Regions from separate parts of the Mus musculus genome. Here region 1 is linked to region 2. The links are chromatin contacts, called in public Hi-C maps. All regions are on one chromosome and are shown on one strand. Each heading gives the region's core, a stretch centred on a gene start, on an enhancer-like site or on the middle of the called end of the contact. The rest is flanking DNA. Distances are from core to core; before and after follow the strand shown. Region 1 overlaps Dnah5 (dynein, axonemal, heavy chain 5). Region 2 has its middle 13 kb from the start of Dnah5.

The links. A called contact is a pair of places that touch in the nucleus more often than the background predicts.
Region 1: a contact with region 2 is called in a Hi-C map of pre-pro-B cells, with 4 times the contacts expected there. The contact joins two enhancer-like sites. A contact is called at or near these places in 40 of 484 Hi-C or Micro-C datasets (LSK cells, cerebral cortex, differentiating embryonic stem cells and 15 more), 2 of 115 datasets of contacts at active chromatin or transcription factors (bone marrow-derived dendritic cells and epiblast stem cells) and 1 of 9 other capture datasets (embryonic stem cells).

What each region holds. Positions count from the first base shown.
Region 1 is chr15:28,297,909-28,301,540 of GRCm38.p6, forward strand. It overlaps Dnah5 (dynein, axonemal, heavy chain 5), which reads left to right. Exons shown (of 79, transcript NM_133365.3): 29 at 1,173-1,372. Among named protein-coding and RNA genes, the nearest start is that of Dnah5, 96 kb to the left of the region's middle. Within about 2 kb of position 1,728, at least 8 of the 459 cell types and tissues checked have an H3K27ac peak or open chromatin away from gene starts, as enhancers often do. A contact at or near this core is called in pre-pro-B cells, where this site is marked.
Region 2 is chr15:28,188,410-28,192,164 of GRCm38.p6, forward strand. It overlaps a transcript of Dnah5 not described here. Among named protein-coding and RNA genes, the nearest start is that of Dnah5, 13 kb to the right of the region's middle. Within about 2 kb of position 1,407, at least 48 of the 459 cell types and tissues checked have an H3K27ac peak or open chromatin away from gene starts, as enhancers often do. A contact at or near this core is called in pre-pro-B cells, where this site is marked.

The sequences.
Region 1 (3,632 bases), core at 478-2,977, 110 kb after region 2:
CTGTGAGATTTGTAGGGAGTAAAACTGGACAGAATTTGTTGAAGGAAGGGCATGATGGCAAAGGTGGGACAAGGTAGTAATGGTGACAACAAAGAGCTCTAGCCTCCTTCCTGAGAGCTCTGCATGGATCCCAGGGCTGCTCATGCATCACAGAGACTGTCAATGAATGTTGCAAGAAGTCAGCTTGGGTGATAAGCGCAAAGACAGAGCTTGAACTTGGGCAGGATCATGGGTTGTGCTTGTGGTTTTGTTGAAACATTCACACTGTTACATGAGGAGGCAAATATAGGAGGGTTCCCCCTGGAGATATAAAGGCTATTTACCTGGACAGAGATGAACTCACCCAGAAAATGAACACTGTGAGAGAGAATGAGAGAATCAGCCAAGGGTCCAGGAGAAGGTGCTGTGATGGAGACTGTGACTGGAAAGCAGGAAGAACTCATATTTCTGCCAATTCTCTCCTCTCACACTGCACTTATTGACCTGAGAGGGAGATCAGGACAGTGAGTCTTAAGCCTGAGATTATACTGTAAAATGCAAAATGATATTGAATCTTTTATTGTCACTTCTTTTTCTGAGATGGATGGAAAATTTTAGAAATGAAGGTTCTATCTAGACCTGCCTTTATCTTCCTCTTCTTCTGTTTGTATTTATTCAGACGTTCAAACCGTTTATGACATTGCCTTTGATATTTGCAAACACAGAATCTTTTTTTTTAAATATTTTTTATTAGGTATTTTCCTCATTTATGTTTCCCCCATACCCTCCCCCCCCCACACTCCCCTACCCACCCACTCCCACTTTTTGGCCCTGGTGTTCCCCTGTACTGGGGCATATGAAGTTTGCAAGTCCAATGGGCCTCTCTTTCTAGTGATGTCTGACTAGGCCATCTTTTGATATATATGCAGCTAGAGTCAAGAGCTCCGGGGTACTGGTTAGTTCATAATGTTATTCCACCTATAGGGTTGCAGATCCCTTTAGCTCCTTGGGTACTTTCTCTAGCTCCTCCATTGGGGGCCCTGTGATCCATCCAATAGCTGACTGTGAGCATCCACTTCGCAAACACAGAATCTTTAAATGCATATGAAATAAACAAGAGGAGCTCTTGTGGACTTAGACTACTACTAAGATGTAACTTTCCTGGGATAACTGAGAGCTTACTCTGTTGACAGGACATTTGCATCAGTGCCGTGAAGGAGAGAGACATTGAGCAAAAGCTGAGGCAAGTGATCAATGAGTGGGACAACAAAACATTAACATTTAGTGGCTTTAAGACCCGTGGAGAACTCCTCCTGAGAGGAGACAGTACCTCCGAAGTCATCGCCAGCATGGAGGATAGCTTGATGCTGCTGGGCTCTCTCCTTAGCAACAGGTACGAAAACCATTTCCCTCCTCCTTGAGCTTTCCAGTGGCAGTAGCTTTATGGCACCATTCTCTGTTTGTGGGATGTGTCTGAGGCACCAGTTGGACAGGATGGCACTTGGAGGTAGCCCCTTGGATTGCTCTGAGCATGCCATCTTTGCTGCTGACACTCACTCACCCCTGCAGAACTGACAGGGCGACAAGATGCAAATTCCAGTTGGCGATGATATTCTGAGTTCTAGAATCATCCGGCTTGATGACCCTTTTATTCTCACACTGATGGTCCATAAGCCCTTAGCTGGGTGCATACTTCACTGATGAGCAAGGCAGCATGAACAGTGGCACAGTCAGAAACCAGTCTGATACCTCTGTTTGATCATTTGGTTGTAGCCGCAGTGCCACAGTGCAATGTTGACACAAAAACCACAGAGTCATAGTTCCTCTTTTTTTTTTTTTTGTCCAATTTTTATTAGGTATTTGCTCCATTTACATTTCAAATGCTATCCCAAAAGTCCCCTATACCCCCTCCCCCCCCACTCCCCTACCCACCCACTCCCACTTCCTGACCTTGGTGTTTCCCCTGTACTGGGGCATATAAAGTTTACAAGACCAAGGGGCCTCTCTTCCCTGTGATGGCTGACTATGCCATCTTTTGCTACATATGTAGCTAGAGACACGAGCTCTGGGGGTACTGGTTAGTTCATTCCACCTTTGTTGTTGTTCCACCTGTAGGATTGCAGACAATTTCAGCTCCTTGGGTACTTTCTCTAGCTCCTCCATTGGGAGCCCTGTGTTCCATCCAACAGCTGACTGTGAGCATCCAATTCTGTGTTTGCCAGGCACTGGCATAGCCTCACAAGAGACAGCTATATCAGGGTCCTTTCAGCAAAATCTTGCTGGCGTATGCAATAGTGTCTGAGTTTGGGGGCTGATTATGGGACGGATCCTCGGTTGGGGCAGTCTCTGGATGGTCCATCCTTTCGTCTCAGCTCCAAACTTTGTCTCTGTAACTCCTTCCATGGGTATATTGTTCCCTATTCTAAGGAGGAATGAAGTATCCACGTATTGGTCTTACTTCTTCTTGATTTTCTTGTGTTTTACAAATTGTATCTTGGGTATTCAAAGTTTCTGGGCTAATATCCACTTATCAGTGAGTGCATATCAAGTGAGTTCTTTTGTGATTGTGTTACCTCACTCAGGATGATATCCTCCAGATACATCCATTTGCCTAAGAATTCAAAGACCTTCCATGAGGCAATGTCTGTCTGAAGTTTTGCTCTTCTACCTGAATTGAAAAGCACTTCTGGTGAAGTCATAACTAATGATAACTAGTCAAATTAAAAAATAAAAAAAAAATAAGAAAAGGTTTGTCTTCACTGAACCTTCAGGATTTATCAGAATTCTTTGTCATCTTCACTCCCTATTTTAAAGTTTTCGTTTTAGTGTAACCTTCGAATCTTGTGTCTTAGCAAAAGCTAACATATAAACGGCACCTACTTTCTTGTTCTCTCAAATGACTCCATTTCAAATATCCCCTTCCTTTTTTGCATTTGTTTTTGTTTTTGCTTTTGTTTTGTTTTGTTTTCTTGTTGTTTTTTGAGACAGGGTTTCTCTGTGTAGCCCTGGCTGTCCTGGGACTCACTCTGTAGACCAGGCTGGCCTTGAACTCAGAAATCAGCCTGCCTCTGCTTCCCAAGTGTTGGGATTAAAGGTGTGTGCCACCACTACCCAGCTAGACTCATACTTCTAATGAACTTACTTTTCCATACTCTTCCTCAAGTAATTTATTGTACACCAGAATCTCAAAATATCATGATTGTATGGCCATCACTGGGATAAGAATGTATTGTGCTGGGCCGGAGAGTAGGCTCATCGGTTAAGAGCACCGACTGCTCTTCCAGAGGTCCTGAGTTCAATTCCCAGCAACCATATGGTGGCTCACAACCATCTGTAGTAAGATCTGATGCTCTGATCTGGTATATCTGAAGATAGTTGCAGTGTACTCATATACATAAAACAAATAAACAAATAAAAAAAAGAATATATTGTGCCATTCTGGGTTTAAAACTTCACCTCATGTATATGTCTAATAATAGTTGTTTTGAGACAGGATATTGTTATGAAATCCAGAATGACCTTAAACTCATGATGCTCTTTCCTCTGCCTCCTGAACACTGGAAGCTCAGACATTCACCATCTGTAAATCAATAATTTAAAATAGGGAATACTATGTACTTAACATTATATAAATAAAATTCCTATTATTTTCA
Region 2 (3,755 bases), core at 157-2,656:
TCTTGTAACTGGAATTCTAAAGATTTCTTCTTAAAAGGAGAAAGCCCGACAAAGCTGTCTGCTGATGGCGGGTACAGCGCTCTTTTCATGTGGGTTTATAGACCCATCATTAATAAAAGAACCTTCCCAACATGACACTCCTGTGCCAACAAACAGCATTCGACAGTTCTCTGAAAGGAAAGCCTGAAACTCAGGCTGGAAGGTAAGCAAGAGCAAGCTGAGGCTCATTACATTGAAATTCACTTTTGTGCTCAATTCAATTAATAAAACGCTACCTTTCATTCCTAATGCACTTGATAAGAAGAAAGAGTAACTACGTGTGTCTCTCAAGGCAATAAAGAATGGAGGAGTCAGTCTTGATGGCCATCTCATGCTGGAGGGAGAATGGGAAGCCCCCACCTTCTGTTTGGTAAGGGCTGCAGTAGGAAAGTGGCTTGTAGGAGGGGCTTGTAGGAGGGGCGGGACTTGGCCTTTCCATTCCTCGACATTTTCTTCCTTTATATGTCCCATATCTCTGTCACTGGTTATTTTATCCCAACAAATCAGACAGGAAACCAAGAAGAATGAGAACCGCAACGATCTGAGAGACACTGTCACAGGGATTGAAAGACGGGGATTGTTATTTAACAAAAAGGAATATCATGTTGACTTATACACAATGCAGGCAGTTTAAAAATGGTCATTCAGTGTGTATTTATTTCATGAGCTCTTGAGAAGTGCCAGGTGTTGTGTTAATGACAATATTTTAAAGTCACCTTTTTTTGTTGTTGTTTGTTTGTTTTAAACACTCATTAGGTTATATTTCTAAAATGCCATTATAGGGCTGGGGATACGCCTGAGTTGGCAAAGCGCTTGCCTACAGTGCACGAAGTTCCGGGTTTGATTCCCAGCACTGCACGCTTCAGGCATGTTGGTGCGTGTCAGTAGCTCCAGCACTCAGGACACAGAGGCAGGGGGGGTCAGAAGTTCAAGATCACCTTCAGTTACCTCTCGAGTTTCAGGTCAACTTTAAGCTCTAGGACTTCATGTCTAAAAAATACCCCAAAAACCAAAAACCAAAAACCAAAAAACCCAAAAAACAAAAACCACCCCAAACCAAAAACAAAAACAACCCCCCAAAACAAAACAAAAAACAAAAATCCAACCAAAACAACAAAACAACAACAAAAACCCAAACCCACTATTATTCACTATGAAAACTATTACACGCAAGATCAGACTCAAGGAACAGCTAACGCGCGTGCAACTTCAGAGGGAAGCTGTAAGATTCTGAAGAGACCCCATAAAAGAAAGGATGTAGAGAGGTTTCTGAGACTTGAATGAGGCGTGAGCATCAGAGAGAGTGCGGTAGGTAGGCAGACGCTGACAAAGCTGCGAGGACAAAGCACCTGTATCCTTATTGGCCAGAGTGGGTGCCTGTAGTGTGAGCCGGTGTGGTGTAGCACGCCTGCGGTCACCTGCGGAGTCATCACAGTTCCTTAAAGTCACCCTTTCCTGTAAACGTCGAGTGGTTTCACAAAGCGGCAGATTCAAGCCTGTGTTTTAGGGAAGGGGAAGGAAATGGAGAATCAGAGAGAAACCATTTTCTCCCAGGCCTTTCTGGTTCAGGCTTAGAGCGCCCTCTTGATCACACACTTTCTTCCAAACTGAAGGCAACTTTTCACAGACTGCGTCTCATTTTTAATTTCCCCCTTAAGTTCTCAGACTTGCTACCGCGCCTCCTCATTTACATGATTTAGCTCGGTTTCGGAACTGAATTTTAACAGATGTTATTATATTCGAAACAGTAACTCTTCAAGCATTTTAAGGGTAGGTTTTGAGTATTTTGCTTCACGAGGTTCATGTGTGATCTTTGATCTCCTTCCCCCCTCCCCCTCCCCTTCCTCTCCCCCTCCCTCTCCCCTTCCTCTCCCCCTCCCCATCCCTTTCCCCTTCCTCTCCCCTCCCCCTTTCTCTCCCCCTCCCCTCCCCCTTTCTCCCTCCCCCTCCCTTTCCCCCCTTCCTCTCCCCTCCCCCCTTCTCTCCTTCTCCCCTCTCCCCCTCCCCCCTCTCCCCTCCCCCTCCCCCTCCCTCTCCCCTGTGTTGGAAGGTGGGTGAGTAATGAATGAATCCAGGGAACATCTTCTTTTCTCTGTTGTAAGCTTGTGCAGGCAGCAAGTTGTCCTATATTGGAATAACATCCTTAACGTGGCATAAAATCTCACTGAGTGCATTCATGTTGGTGGCCTTTGGTGAGATTAATGAGCTTCAGTAAACACTTTTCTTAAAATACATTAATATTCTATCAAAATCATACCTGTAGTCTTTTAACGAGAAATGTCCACCACAAGCACGTGCATTTGAACACTTGATCCACAGCTAGTGATGCTGTTTGGGGAGGGGGCGGCGTAGCCATGATGGAGGAAGCACACCACTAGGGGTAGGTTTCACGCCGTTTTCAGTTTGCTTGCTCTGCTCTGTGCTCATGGTTGCTATAAGATCTCTGCCCTTCCCAGTCACCACACAGATGCTTGCTGCCCTGCTACCCTGATCTTCCTGACACAGTTACCATGCAGACGCTTGCTGCCACGCTGCCCTGACACACCAGATCCATACCCTTCTGGAACCATGAACATCAATACACTTTTCTTCCATAAGTTGGTTTGCTCACGACAATTTAGCACAGCAGTAGAAAAGTACTAATGCTTGAAAGACGAACTTAACCTGGAATCATCTTAGACTATATTAAGAGCTATGGTTACCTAAAAAAGGAATCATACCACAAAGTTGGAGAGCTTCGGAGTCATATCCGAAACCTTCCCTATGTCCCCTGCATTTTTCTATTTTTATTATTTTATTTTCTGATATATTAAAACTTATTTTTACTTATTAGGTTTGTCCTTGGACATTTTTTTTCACACGTACACAATGCACAGTGACTCCCCGTACCTTGCACTTCCTTCCTACCCCAGTTCAGAGCTCTCCTGAATCCCTTTCCTGTTCCTATATACTCATTTTGTTTGGTGATCTGCTGAGATTAACCAGGGACATCCGTGTGACCACGGGTTGGGAAAAATCTCTTGGAACCTGATGGCTCAGCAGTGGGCCCACAACCAGAGACACTAATCCCATGTCTCAGAATATATTAGGAGCCAGTGGTTGAGATATGAAGGATAGGGCCCTGTGAGCTTCTCCACCTCCGTTGACTGATGGTTGATAGTGTTAGTCTTGTGTGGGTCAAATGCAGCTAACTCTAGTTGTGACGATTGCAACAGTCATACCAACGCTGTGGTAGAAAAAGCTGCCCTTCTCTGCTTTCTGGTAGTATACGATTTTAAGATGAAAAACGATTTGAATCCATTGTTCCGAACAATTTTATATCAATTACTACTCTATTGTAAGGGCTACATTTGAAAGAATCTTTCAATTATCTGACCTTTTCGTTTTCATGTGTAGGTACATACAAGTCCCACCTTGGAACCCATTTCATTCAAGGAAGGTTAATTGGTACCTCTAATGGTGCCATTTCCTCTGTGGGTCTGAGTATACCCAGGGGCTACGTTTGAGTATTAGCTTTAGTATTTTTTAGTGGAAGGCCAAGAAATGGAGAAGAGTCAGGATGTGGGCAGAAGACACAGGAATGAGACATTGTTTTGTAAGGAGGATGCCAGACATCTCCACAGTGCTTTCTTGCCTCTGCTTTGTTGGGAAGCTGTGGTGCTGGCTTTTTTTTTTTTTTTTTTTTTTTGCATAGGCAGCAAGGACAACCATTGTCA